Linked DNA regions of Gossypium arboreum: region 2 is linked to region 1. A link is a contact called in public Hi-C data. All regions are on one chromosome and are shown on one strand. The core of a region is the stretch at or near the end of the contact, and the rest is flanking DNA. Distances in the headings are between cores, read along the strand shown. Region 1 holds the start of LOC108484118. Region 2 holds the start of LOC108484108 (SH3 domain-containing protein 3).

Region 1 (7,734 bases), core at 2,673-5,172:
TATAATTATTAACATTGTTAAAATTCTTTTGTTATTTCGATTCATTACCGTGTTATTTTTCTATTTACATTGTTGTCAAATAAGCCTTTTTCTTTTATTTCTTAAATTATTACACCGATAAATTTAACAGAAAAATTTTATCGCTATTAACATTTTAACCAGATTTTTAAATCTAAATAATTAAGAGACTAAATTTTTAAAAATAAAAGTAAAAGAACTAACTCCCAAATGTACATAATCTTATAATGTTAAATACGATATATTGATGTAGTAATTTTGCTATAAATTACTATATAATGTTTCAATTGTTTGAATTAATAAAATTTCCAAACGTTTAATCAATATTTATTAGTATGGACGTCTTAAATGGTTTTGTATGAAAAATAAATGGTTTTAATCAAATATTAACTCACTTATTATCTAAAAGTTATCTTTAAGAAAGAATGTTTTGGAATGCAATATAACTTATATTAGGACGTAATTTATATAGTTCATGTATTCCTAATCAGCAAGTGACTTGTATTAAAACTATTACGTTTAAATCCAATTAGAGAGATTGTTTGTCTTGCCTATCGAAGCCGGATTGATTGCAAAGATAAAAACATAAATGCAGTTATCTAGATTAACAATACATTGAACAGGAAATAAAGGTGAAATAATCCTAGATTTATGTATGAGAGTTTAGTTCAAGTTTGTTTTCTATGAATTTTGTTGAAATTACTCTCACAGACCTTGTAGCATAATCAACTAAGCCACTACAGTGACAACAGACTTGCCATGATTTTAACCCTAGACTCCCTTCCCTCTAAACAAATGGCCAAAAAGAAAAACCTTGTAGCATCTTTTAAGGAAATTACCACACTCAAGCCAACCCACTTACGTACGACCAGCTAGCAGCTACTATCAGCATCAGCATTATCACTACTACAAAGCCTTGGAGCTGTTTTCCTAACTAGGTCTGTTCATTATTTTTGAGTGACATATATTGATGTTCAGAATGGCACAAGAGATCAGTATTGGGCACCACAAAATAATATCCATCAGGGTATTTTTCACAGAAAACAGCTAGCTACGTAGTTGCACACTAATTAAAGTAGTGAAAGAAAAACCAACAAATAATTAGACACAAGAAATTAGAAAGACTGTCCCCAAAAGCTATGTCCTTAGATTAGGGAGTGAGCGTTGGATGGTATTATATCTTTCATGTATTTGAAGAGTTACTGGAGGGTCATAGTCCAAATTGCCCATATATGAATTGGACATGAATACTTCATGAAAAATTGGTCAGAACTTGGGACTTTCAATTAACATATGTTTAAACAGGGGGAGCTGAAAATACAAAACAAAATCAAGTACCCAGAAAATTAAAGACAACTAAACTAATATTATAAAATCCGGTGCCATCCCAGTTGAAATTTTCAAGCCCCTAATATTCTGGTTAACTGATCACCAATTTAACCAAACCAACTATTCCAAAGACAAAATAAATATAAGGGGCTCATTCAGTAAATGGATGCCACAATTGCCATTGGCACATGACTCTTAGTCCAACAAGGAAGAAAATGGACTTACATATAGCCTCCAACATTACATGAAAGCAAACTTTTAAAAAGTTCTCCAGATGATATGAGATGAAAATGAAAATATTAATGGGCAAACAGTGTACTACACAACACGATTAACCAGAGAGACAATTAAACAGACCACCATAAGGCCTTTCATCCTTCTCATCATTCATCAAGCTATCTGGATCAACCAGAAATTATTCATGAATAGTTGTAGGCTTTAAGAAATGAATCCGTAAAGAAAGAAAATGATAACGAGGTTAAAAGCAAGGTCATTGCAGATTGGAAAAAGAATACCAGATAACTGATAAAACAATCAAATGACAAACAATAAGTTCCAGATCTCAAGTTCAAGTTTCATAGTCCAAGCATTCTCGTACACCCACACATGCACAAACTATATGAGCTACTTAGTATATCTCAATTAGCAGTACTGCAAACTATAAAGGAAAGTATAAAATTGATCTTTTAACTTTATGGATAACCCAAGCCTTCAATTTATCTCCCAGAACCAGTAAAAACTTCAAACAATCCGCAGCAACTTAACCATGAGGTTCTTTGCACTGGTGGTGGAGTAGGAGCAACAAGAGGCTGCGAACCAATGCAGCAAATATCCAGTCAAATTAAATAAAGAATATTCAAACTCACAGTTGTAGAAAAGAATAGGAAGAAGATATACCTGCTTTTCAGGATAACCATGGGGCCCGGATGCATGGTTTTTTTCAGCAACATTGCTAGTTTCAGCAGTAGGAATACCGGAGGATGGGAAATTTTTTCCTTCAACTCCTTCCAATTCAACCCCTGAAACCCCATTTGATGAAGGCAATAATTTCTCTTCATTCTCCTTCAACCCTGATTCAACTACATCAGGTACTGAATTCTTTGCAGAAAATTCCACCTCCTCTGGCACAGATGACATGTTCTTTACCAAATTGTCAACAGCAACAGTCTCCACTGCAGAATTACTATCAGCATTCTCAAGTGTGTTATTTTCAGCAACCTTCAGAACTTCTTCAGACAAAACAGTAGCTGACTTATCCTCGGTACTATACGAGGCCGCATCAGAACCAAGATTACAGGTTTCTTCATTTGACTTCTTCTCAAAGGCTTGAGATTCGTCATCTGAACTACTGTTGCTGCTGGTACTAGAGCTCTTATCACGATCAACATGCTGAATTGAAACATGTGTGCTCTCAAGATCCTTGTTTGGTTCCCACTCTTTTACAATTTTAACATCAACATCATCCAATCCCGATCTCTCGGTGCTCTTTGCATCTTTAGCGGCTTCTTCCACAGACTTCTCCTCAGTTAGATGTGATTGTGATCTCTCTTCATCTCCGCCCTGACCAAATGAATGCTGGTGATTGTGGCCATCATGAGATGCAGGGGAACCAGCATCACCGCCATCACTGTCCCTTTCATCTTGGCTTCTCGGATCATCATTTCCTAGAACCATTAGATAAACATCATAACAATTCCAAACCAATATGCAAACAACAAATTCACCAATCCCCTCTAAACAGGACCAAAATAGTCAAATACTAGAAAGGAAATGCACTATAACTCGAAATGTATAGACAAGTTCTTCCAATAACAAGGATTCTGGTAAAAAATTAAGTAAAATACAGGACACGCTAAAAATCACCACAAGACCCTAAAACAAAATAAACTGTAAGTGATTAAAGGAGGGCAAACCCTTTGAAAAGCAACCACATCAATTAATTAAGGGCAGGAACTAGAAATTAACATTACATACCAACCTGATTTGTTTAACTATAGAACTCCAACAAATCAAATAAAGAACTGAATGATGCATGCATATACAGAACCAAGTACGATTCAATTAAAAAGAAGTTATAAAATAAATAAAACCCATCAAAAAACAAAACCCAAAACCCGAAACAGAAATTAAAAGAAAAAAAGCAAAAAGTACCAAGTGGATTGTTGATAGTCGAAGGATTGATGTTGTTGACCGCTTGCTCTTTCTTTTTCTTGGCAGCTTTTCTCTTCTTAGCACCTGATGGCATGACTGACTCCCTTCCTCCCTTTGTACCAAATCTTGTGTGGGGTGTGTGTCCCCTTCAGCCTTCTCTCTACTTGCTTATTTGGCTACTGCCCACTACTAGACGGTCACTGGTAAAGGAAAACCTAGCTGTATTGGCAAAACAGAAGAAAAGACCGTAGTAGAAGTGGGTAATATTTAGTGACAGTACATTGAGAAATGAGTAGAAAAAGCCAAAGGGTGAATCAATCCCCTTCAAAGAACCGCTCCTTCTGCCTTAATCCGTTTGAATTCACTTTGAGAGTGGATGGCCTTTTTATATTTATGGCGTTGGGGGGGGGGGGGGGTGTTCTTGTTTTAATTTTGTCATCATTTATGTTTTTCATTTATAGCCACATACTTATTTTGTCTAAGGAATGTTTAACATTTCAAGAAATAAAACAAATATATATGTTAAATGCAAAATATTCTTATTTTATTCTACATTTACAGACATTCCGAATTGGAATTGGAATTGGACAAGAATAAAATTCAATATTTTGTGTAATAGGATCCTCATAAATTTATTAAGTTTTAGGAGATGTAATAATGGATTCGATTGTTATAATCATTATTATTGATGTATGAGGATGTGGGTTCGAAAGATTTGAAATGTATTATTCTATTAGTTATGACTTGAGGAGAGACTATGAGTAGTTTTAGACATTACCAAAGATTATTTATTTTATGAAAGGTTCAAATATAAAATTCACTCATTTTAGCAAGAGATCAATTAGTATGTCATATTTTATTTACTTTCTCTAAAATTTAATTTTCTCTTGAAAGTTAAAAAATATTAAGACAAAATTAAACTTATTTTAAATTGGTTTAAAGTATTAATCTATTAATTAAACATTAAAAAACTATTGCCTCGGGTTTTTATAAAAATAATATTAAAATTTTAATTAATTACAAAAAGAGGGTAAGAATAAAATTAATTACGAAATTGGAGTGTTCGCTAACTTTGGGTGCTGCTTGACACATTGGTAGCACCAATGAACTTTTTTAAAAAAGTTTTCAGGAGAAAGAAAAGTTAAATAAATGAAAAAGAAATTTTAATTGGTGTTGTTAATTTGTCAAATAAAAAATATTTCTTTTAATTGCATCCATTTGATTAAATAAAAAAAAAGTTATGATTTTAGGGGTTAAATGCAAGGAAAAAGGCATTAAGGCATTAAATACAGAGAAAAGGTTGTTGTCTGGTGTTTAAATCACAAACCAACATTTTATTTTCATTTTTTCAGTATTTTTTTTATCAGACTCTTTTTTAAAATGTACTAGTGTCATCAATATATCAGGTGGCACCCAAAGTTACTATGACAAACACCACATTTTTGCAATAATTTGTTCTTGACCCTATTTTTATAATTAATTAATTTTTTAATATTATTTTTATAAAAAAAGTCTATTACCTCTTTCTTACTACTTGATTTTCTCTATTGTTCCAATGAATTCTTCACAAGTATGTTTTTTCACTGATTTTATTTTTATCTACATATTTAATCATTTATATAGTAAATTGTTGACATATTATATTTATTTTCTATTATTTTTCTGTCTTTTCTTTTTAATGTATATAATTGTAAAAATATGATAATTAATAATTTCTTTCTTTTTCCATTGTTTAATAAAAACATTTGTTAAAATTACTTCCTTTTCATTTTTAATTAACGTTAAGGATCCAAATAAAATAATAAGTAATGTTTTCATTAAACTTTCTTTCACTTTAACATAATAAAAAAATTATTGAGAGACACAATTCAAAACTATATGAGCAAATTTCTCCAAAATACAGTTTTTTTTAAAATTATCAGATTTGGCTGTAATTTTAAAATTATAGTATTAGGTTGAAATAATGAAAATACTTCCACTTAAAAATGTTTTCAACGAATTTATAACTGACAATATTTTCAACGTATTGAAAAATAACACTTCCAACTAAAAACATTTTCATTATTTCAACTTAATCCCGTAATTATTCAAAATTTCACCCAAACTAAAAATTTAAATATAATTTTTATTTACTTAACATGTCCATAGAGTTGTTTTAGAAGTGTGCAAATTTGATTTTAGTGAAATAAATAAAAAGAGATGGGAAGAGTGGTGCGGGATTTGCCAAGCGGATGATGAAAATTTTATGTGTTGATTAAGATGGGATTTGAATGAGGGAAGCCACGTGGTTTTTCAGATTATTCTATTGGCAGTATTTAGTCGGCAGCAGATATGTCTAGATCCCAATACCAAACTCATTAATTTTTTTTTTTTGATGAAAAACTCATTAAAATTTATATAATATAAATTAGGGACAAATCTTTTCGGTATTTAAATTTTTAAAATTTAGTATTTGAGTTTAATTTTAATTTTTAATTTGATATTTAATTTTTTATCTCATTTAAATGCTTAAATTTGGTTTAAATATTTAATTTAATATTTACGTACCTATATTTTTATACCAAAATTTAAGTATCGAATATTTATTAAATTACATGATGTTTTTAATTTAAGTATCAAATTAAATATTAAAATTAAACTTAAATACCAAATAAAATGTTAAAGCTAGATTTAAGTATGAAATGATATATTAATATATTTCCGGAAAGCAGTTGAGGAGGGATTTGAATTTGTAGAATAAAATAAAATAAACTAGAGAAAGGAAATAGCTTTGCTTTTCTCTTTTACTACATTCATTGAATTTAAGATTTAATTAACTTTATTTCGAGAATTAACTCCAAACTAATTTAATTAAATATAATTATGAAATACCGAATATTATGAGGAGAATTTTTTAAATAATAGGGTAAATTGTTAAAATAGTCATTTTGTTTCCTTAAGTTATATTTTAGTCACTTATGTTTAAAATATTATGTTTTAATCACTTATGTTAATGGGTTTTAACATTTTAGTCACTGGGCCGTTAATTGTCATTAACGGTATAATGGTACACTAACGTGATACGCTAAATCATCATTTCAAACAAAAAAATTTATGTTAAATTATACAATTGGTCCCCATATTTTTTTCGTTTTGAGCAAATTTTTTCTTTTATATTCTTTTAACTTTTTTTTTTCTTCTTTATTTTCATTCTCTTCTGCTTCTCCCTCTATTTTCTCCCTTCTCCATCTCTTTTAATGTAAAAGGAAAAAAAATTGCTCAAACATTTAATGACTAAAATGTTACAACATGATAACATAAGTAACTAAAATGTAACATTTCAAACATAAGTGACTAAAATGTAATTTGAAGAAACCAAAAGTGACTATTTTAATAGTTTACCCAAAATAATATTATAATAAATTTAAAGTTAAAACATATGATTTTTAAAGTACTTAACCCACTCTGGTATTGAATAAAAATAACCCATCCCTATTTTCACTCTTAAAAAGTTCTAAAAGGAAATTAGAGGTTGTTGTAAATACACTAATAATGGATATTTATAATCCCATTAAACTCTCATTAAAGTGATAAAAAAAATTCCCTAGTTTATTTATAAACATGAGAATAACTTTAGATGTTTCAATGAAACAATTAAGAAGAGTCATTTACTTATACTTCATTAAATGTAAAATAACTTAGATGTTTCAATAAAACAATTAAGAAGAATCGTTTACTTATACTTACTTCATTGAATGTAAAGGAGCTTATAAATAAAACTCCTATAAGTGAAATTTGAATACGAGAAAAATTCTTCTATACTTATCATTCACCTTTACTTGTTATTATTATTTTCTTAATTTTTCTATAACACATTATCAAAACGATTATCGTAAAATTACTTTCTTTAGTATCTTATATTTTCCTTCTTGTTTTATCCTTGAATTATTATATTATATTTCATCATCTCCTGTTAGGTTTATGTTTTTAAATACCAAAGCTTTATAAGAGTAATATATCCACCTCTTTTAATTTCTCTTGTCTACGATTATTCATGATTTTTTATATACATGTTTTATTGTGAATTATAAAAGTTAACTAACTAACTCTAATATTCTTAATGACATATAGTTATTTAAATGTGTATGCAATTAATTTTATCCAACCAATTTATATAAGGTTCTATTGATTATGTGATGTTTTATATACTAATTATCATTGTTTTATACTAGCTTGCATAATATCAAATCTTACAAA
Region 2 (7,734 bases), core at 1,730-4,229, 180 kb after region 1:
ATCTAGTGCTCTTAGTGTAGTTGTTTCGTTGTATATGCTTGTAATTTTTGAACAGATTGATTTAATAAAATTCCATCATTCACATTATTATCTTTTGTGTTTCTCCACAATGGTTTTTGCATGTAAAGCAAAATGTATAAGCATATATTAGTTCATTGGTTACCTAACTTTTAATTAATATTAAGTTGCATCATGTGGTTTAATCATAATGTGAGAAAATAACTTATATTAGTAATTAATCTAAAAGGTCCATAGTAAGAAGAATCAAAATTGAGCAAATTGATTCAAGGGACTATTATGATGTCTATCAAGTCTAATTAGGGAGATTTGTCTTATGTATCGAAGTGGATGACTCACAGAAGATAGAGACATAAATGTGATTGTGTAGATTGATAATATATCAGACATGACCAAGTTGAAGTTATCTTAGATCCGTTTATGGATTTATTTACTTGTGACGTTCATGGTGTGACTTTCCTCAATCCTAAGTAAGTGAGATAAGTGGCTAACCATGCGTGTGTGACTCGTATATTTTGATGTATTGAAAGCTTGAGTTCAATTGGTAATAGGGCCGAAAGTTGGTATGTTGGGTATACGACTTTTGCAGGGCATGACTTCATTATTCATAGCCCAAGAAAGGGTAACTGGTATTCTCTCATCGGAATTACATGGTTGATGGAAAAGTAACATGACAATGAGTCATTTGTCTAGGACAAATTATTTAATTACTATGTGTTAGTAATTGACTTTTTCATGAAGGAAGATGTAATAGTTACCATGAAATAAAATATGATCATGTTGGGTGAATGGAATTAATGCAAAGAGATTAGGGAGATCCTATAAAGGTAACACACATATGACAAGATCATCGGACAAGTAAAAAATAAGTTGCTTTCGTAATGTTATATAATAAGAGAGAGTTTAGTCATGGTATTATTAATGGATTGACTCCATCACTAAACAATGTTGCAATTAATAGACGAAGAGTCGAAACTTAATTACAAATTATTTGAGCCTTAATTATATATGTCCAATCAGTCCATCTTTTAGCTTAACACGACCTCTTACATATTGCATTTGAACCAATATGTTGAATGAATGAAAACAACGAGTAGTGAAATAGTTCATATGTATCATTATTTGTAGCGAATGTATTTTCTCATTAAGTACAAGAAATAACTTAGAGATTAAATTAATTTCATCAATTATTATTTAATTGATTATAATTAAATAACTGGAATTGAAATGAAAATTAAATTAATTAGTCATCTCATTTTATTAAATAGGACATTATAGTTACTTATAGATTTTAGTACGATAAAGTCGCTATAAATATAATGAAATTAGAATTAGATTGAAAAATAATTTAGGAAATTGAATTAGTTAAATAAATAAGTAAATAATATTTTAAGAATGAAAAATTGGTTATCGAGTTGGATGATTTATATGAGTTGGTTTAAATATTAGAAAACATGTATAATTGTATCTAGTACATAAGACATGCCCAATAAGCTCATTAGACATGTAACGGGGAACAATCCTAGTTCCCAGAAATGGATGCCGCCTATAGCATAATCTTAATGGGACTATATGTATTTTCTATTAAAACATTATTGATTCGTTACCTCTCTTGTTTAACAAGAAATCTTGTGAGTTTTTCTTATAAGTAAGGACTATGAGTTTGGTTAAAATAGACAACTATTGAGCATAGTTACTCTGTTAGAATTTAGTGCGATTTATTTATAAAGTAAATTTTTTTTCGTGAGAAATTGTGTTTGGTTTCTAGCTTATAGAGAGAATTAAATTTTCCCATAAAAAAATTAATAATTTTCATTGTGTGTGATTAATTCATGTGATTAGAGTTTACTCTTTAAATAAATCGAGGATTTGAAAATAACAAAAAAAAATTATGTTAGTTGAAAGCTGAGAAACAATTAAACCATTTAGTCAAAAGCACATGTACTAAGTTTGGTAAAATTTATTGTTATAAATAATTCCATTTAAAAAAAAAAATTCTATTTTGCAAAAACTTGATCTTTAGATCGAATTTTTCCAACAACTTATACTTACATAACATCAAATCATGTTGTCAGCCTTGTAAAAAGACACCGTAGATGTAATAAGGGTCCACCATGTCCTAAGATCTACAAACACGTGTCCAAACCCAAGACTACTGTCCATCTATAATTACCCTCGTAAGAGCAAGCGAAGCTCACACTAAAGGAACTAACCCTTGACCATCCTCCATTAGGCCCTAAAAGAAACCAAGCAACTAGGTTCTCTGCACGACGTCCCTCCACTGTATGAGCCAATGTCTTTCCCACCAACTTTTTCTTACCCTCAGCAACATTAGTCAATTTCCATCCAATTAAAGATTTAATTGAATTTTTTAAAAGTTAATAAGTAATTTATCCTTAAACTTGTTTAAAAGTAATTAGTTGGTATTTTCTTTTTTTTTTACCTAATTGGTATCTAAATTAATATCCTGTCATCCAAATTGGTACCTTTACATTAAAGCTGTTAGCTTGTATTGATGTGGTGTTAATGACTAATCCTATAGTGACACGTGATAACCTCTTTGTATGACACGTGAGGATATAAATTAAAAAATATATATAATTATTTTAAAAATATAAATTAATTTAAAAAGTATAATTTTTAGAGAAGTTCAAGTATCAATTAGGTATTTTTGAACATTTAGGTATCAACTAATTATTTTTGGATAAGTTCATGGGACAAAGCACATGCTAATCCTTAAAAATTAATGTTGTTAACAAATTAAGAGCAATGCGTAACGAAATACAAGTAAATACAAAATAAAATTCAAATATCAATTAAATATTTTTAACAAGTTTATATTATTGTTTTTAAGAAATTGATTGCAATGAAATGATAAATATTTGAATGATTATTTAAAATTTAGTGGGCTGAAATGATAAAAGTCCAGTCCAGCAAATTTAGCTGAGCTGAAGGCCGACAAAGAAATATAGGTTGGCTCAGAGCTATCCTAAATTAAGCAGCCCATTAATTATTGCATCAACCCGAAAAAAACAAAAATTACGAGACGACAGTGAGGTAATCGAAGGCTTTGGTCACTCAAACGTAGCCAGCCAGCTGCCAGATCTGCTAAGTCGATCAATCGATAAAATAAAATCCAAATTTCAAGAAACTAGTACTTTTTTCTTTCTGTAAATCTGTTTCGTTGTGTTGAGTGGAGGTAGAACTAGAAGAGGCAGCAATGGATGCTTTTAGAAGGCAAGCCAGCAAGCTCAGAGAACAAGTTGCCAAGCAACAGCAGGCAATTTCATCACAACCCTTCACTCCTCTCTCTTTTAATTTATTTTCCTGGGTTTAATGAGAACCGAGTTCTGTTGATTTGGTTGTCAGGATAATGGAGGAAATCTGGGAAAATGAAAGCAAAGATTTTATTTAGTCTTGGATTACAGAATTAGATTTGTTTAATTACTTTGACTTCTAGAAGTTTGGGGGCCTAATGTATATGTTTCAAGAATTAAATATTTAATTGTGGAGTTAATTCTAAACGTTAAATTGTAATTTATAATCATCAAAGACGAATCATTCTTTTTTAGGTAAATTAGCTAGTTCCATGTCCTTTGAGTTTGTTTTCTGCTATATTCTCAAAAAACTGTACCTACCATTAGATTGCCCTACATTTTCTAACATAGGGAAAAGAGTAGATGCAGAGTTTCCAGAAGCTTTTGTTATTGCAAAGCTTCATCCTTTACCTGAAAGTTGAGTAATCAGTAAGATCTCAAGTGCTTCCAAGTGTTGATTGATTGGCTTTTATCTTTGCAAGTGTTTTTGCATTTGGTTTAAACATGGGCATGGATGTCATTCATTTGGTTTACCTTGTTAGGATCATTTACTCGAAAACAATATCATCCTATCTTATTCTAACTGGGCTAATTTTGTTTTAATTGAGTCCTGACAAGTTACCCTTAATTCTTATGTTTATGTTAGTTTTGCTAGTTGCATTTTTCTTCAGATGATCAATGTCTTCTCCTATTGAGTTAAAAGAATTTTTTTTGCAGGCCGTAATAAAGCAATTCAGTGGAACTGGTTATGAGAGCTCAGATGTTGTAGTTATTGACGAGATTGAGATGCAAAGGCATCAACAACTGGACAAATTGTACAAGTCCACTCGTTCAGCTAGGGTAAACAACATTTCCATCATAAATTTGTGAAACTTAATTTGATAATCCTGTCATATTGCTTTGTTCTCTGTGAATCCATGTTATTCATATCTTCACAAATGAAGCCATTTTCAGTATGTAACTTTAGTGCATCCTATCTACTTGAGTTACAGTTAAGTACTTCAGTTAAATCCCTTTGGTGTCATTTTAACTAAATAAAATTTCAAAGGTAACAGTTACTCTGCGAGTGCGCCTGGTTGGAGGAACAAAATTTATTATGAGAGCTACTAATGGCTGTACTATATTCTGATATTTAGTTTCTCAATTTGCCTAACTTTCATAAAAACTAATTTCTCTTAATTTTCTTTTATATTTACTGCAAGTTTAATACCCATGGAGTGCTTGCTTAACGAATTTACCGCTCTTCCTTTCAGGATTTTCAAAAAGAAGTTATTAAAGCTGCAGAAGCATTTACAGCCATCGGGTATAAGCATATTGAAACAGGTGCAGCATTAATTCATACCTTTTTAATTTTGTTGTTCTGACATGAATTTTGTGCGATTGAAATAAATAACATATATTGTGAAGATAAAGCTTTATCTTTATGGTTCTTAATCTTTATGATAATCAGGAACCAAGTTCTCTGAAGAATGCTGCCGATATGGAACTGAAAACAGTGAAAACATCAACGAAAATGTTCTTGCCAAAGCTGCAGCTATTTATGGTGATGGTTGTAAACATGTAGAGAAGGAGCAAGAAGATTTGATTAAGTTGCTATCCCAACAGGTTGACATTTATCGGATGTTGTGTTTTGAAAGACTCTTTTCATCACATCATAAAATAAATTTTTAGTTATGTACTTGTAAACACATTCAATCCAAAATGAGTATGATGCTTTCGTTGTATTCCTTGCTAAATGTTACCAGACTATGTTTTTGTATGCATTCAAAGAATTTGTATGTCCTTTGTCCTGTTGCATGCTTTTGTTACATTTTATTGAGAATAACTAGTGCTGATTAGAAACATGACCCTTCTATTTCAAAATACGTAAGGTTTTGGATCCCTTGAGAGCAATGAGTGCTGGTGCTCCTTTGGAAGATGCTCGTCATCTTGCTCAACGCTATAGTCGAATGAGGCAGGAAGCTGAGGCACTGGTAAGTAATCATACAGAACAGCACCCCTTGCATTAGTAATTTTCTATATATTAAACAACAGTTTAAATTTCTTAAGATTGTCTTCGGAAATACACAACTGATACTAAATATGATAAGCAAGCAGGCAGCAGATATTTCCAGAAGACAAGCAAGAATAAGAGAAGCGCCAATTCCTGAAAATGTTGCGAAGTTGCATGCTGCTGAAGCAAAGATGCAGGAACTGAAAGCAAATATGGCAGTTCTGGGTAAAGAAGCTTCTGCTGCATTGGCTGCTGTTGAAGCACAGCAGCAAAGATTAACTTTACAGAGGCTTGTAGCTATGGTATAGATGTGCATTACTTCAGTGTATACAGTCTCCAACTTGAAGCTTATCTTAATTCATAGATGATATTCAAGATTTTGATCTATGCATTTATAGGTTGAAGGGGAAAAGACTTATCATTTAAGAGTGGCTGCAATTCTTAATGAGATTGAAGCTGAGGTTATTTCCTGGCTTCCTTGTTTCGGGTAAAGTAGCCTTTTATTTTGAATTATGGGAACTTATATCTTTGTGTCGAACTTGGTAGATGGTTTCTGAGAAACAGCGCAAAGAATCTGCTCCTCCCGTGATTGTACCTGAGAATGGCTCAGAGAAAACTATGTATTACTTGGCTGAAGTAAGTTTACCTAATCTTGGAAATTTGAAGAATGTTCTAGCTACTAGGTTCATTAAGAAACCATGTATTTCATAAAAGCATGAGATTAGAGGCAAAAGAGGAAAAATAAAACAGAAAATTGTTTGATTATGGTCAAAGACATCGACTTAAGTTGTTAGACTTGCTTTTTACAATTTTTATTGGCCATTAAAATTAGAATGAATGAAGTAATTGCCTTAACTTGTTAGCTTCTCTAAGTCGAAGGGGTTCTTCTTACACTTTGGTTCCCTTCAGGTATGTGAAGTACTAATATTTTGAGTTTCTTGTCACAGGCAACATATCCCTTTTCTGCTTCATCTGAGAAGGAACTGAGCTTGTCAATAGGTGACTTTGTTGTTGTGCGAAAGGTATTCTATTTTCCTTTCCTTAGTCTTACATCTAAGTGGTACGTATAGGTTGCATTTAGCTCGAGAGACTGGAGTGATCTTAGGTTATAGTTACAGAGATAAGTCGAAGCTGATTTTGCAATCTTACATAATGGAAGAATAATGCTGGATGCCTTTTAAACTGTGGTGCATAGATTGCTACTCATCCACCATATACATGAAATGTTGTGCAAGAGGTATCTTACTGGATACTCTAGGTCCTGTCGCATTCAGTCTTACATTTAATTCGCTCTAGCTTAAGCATTAGATTTAATGCCCACACAAATAACACTACTAATAAACTTGTCTAGGTTATAGCTTTCATTTAAAAAAAAATAAAAATTGATGGGTTGAATTTCTTATTTACTTGCCCTGATTCTTAAAACACTGTATGCCCATGCAGGTAAGTCCAACTGGATGGTCAGAAGGAGAATGCAAGGGCAAAGCAGGGTGGTTTCCATCAGCTTATGTTGAGAAGCGCCAGAGACTTCCATCGAGTAATCCAGCTGGTGAAGTCTATTGAGTTATAAACATGAGTTAAACATTTACCCCTCCGGAAAAGGGAAAGAAGAAAGAAAAAAAAGGAAGGCATAGCTTTTTTTCATTGCACAATTCTTTTTGTTATTGGGCAAAAAGACATCATGGGTTCTTTCGCAATGTTCATTCTCTTGCTTTGTATGTATATTGAGATACTAGAAAGGTTACAATGTGTTGGTATTTATATTCATTTTGGCAATGTTTGTATAAGTGAAGATTTTATTGACTTGGACAAAATGCATTGTTTCGTTGACTGCATCATTGAGGGGACCGGTTTTATGTTTTTGTACTACATGCGTGTGTGCTATGTGGTATTTAATACAAGTTGGGAGGTCATGGAATTGAACCTTGGTTTGAGGATTGAGGGGATGGTTTTATTTTGAACGATAAAAGCAAACAAAGTCTTTACTTGATTTGAGCTTTACCAAACATTGCCAAACTCTTCATTTATACAAACATGCTCGAGTAAACACTGAACTAGATATTCACCCCAAACGCCGCTTCATATATTTTCCTATGTTCTAGTTATGTCGTGTCTCAAACAAGAACTATGGCCCCACCCTTTGCTTGTCTTTTTATTATATTATGTGTATATATTTGCTTTTGTCTTTGCTTTGCAATATATATTCAACGCTGAGACGGGGAAAGCAAAACAAAACCAAAATGTGAAAGAACTTCCAAAATTTACGAGATGTTTTGTTTTAATGACTTAGAAAAAACATTAAAAAAAAATACGTATTTCCTTTGAACTTCTTTATATATGTCAAGCAAATTAACCACCATTGCTATACCCTTCCAGCCAAGTGGCAGACCCATGAGCGGCTCCACT

What was found. A called contact is a pair of places that touch in the nucleus more often than the background predicts.
Region 2: a contact with region 1 is called in a Hi-C map of leaf, with 3 times the contacts expected there. The contact joins the promoter of LOC108484108 here to the promoter of LOC108484118 in region 1. A contact is called at or near these places in 3 of 5 Hi-C or Micro-C datasets (all in leaf).

Annotation. Positions count from the first base shown.
Region 1 is chr6:23,484,958-23,492,691 of ASM2569848v2, forward strand. LOC108484118 reads right to left here and starts at 3,923. Exons shown (of 3, transcript XM_017787788.2): 1 at 3,499-3,923; 2 at 2,245-3,011; 3 at 1,848-2,156. The coding sequence starts at 3,592. The coding sequence ends at 2,064.
Region 2 is chr6:23,660,931-23,668,664 of ASM2569848v2, forward strand. It overlaps LOC108484108 (SH3 domain-containing protein 3), which reads left to right and starts at 2,980. Exons shown (of 10, transcript XM_017787772.2): 1 at 2,980-3,298; 2 at 4,053-4,175; 3 at 4,589-4,658; 4 at 4,786-4,940; 5 at 5,207-5,308; 6 at 5,433-5,630; 7 at 5,727-5,789; 8 at 5,875-5,964; 9 at 6,276-6,350; 10 at 6,772-7,336. The coding sequence starts at 3,239. The coding sequence ends at 6,891.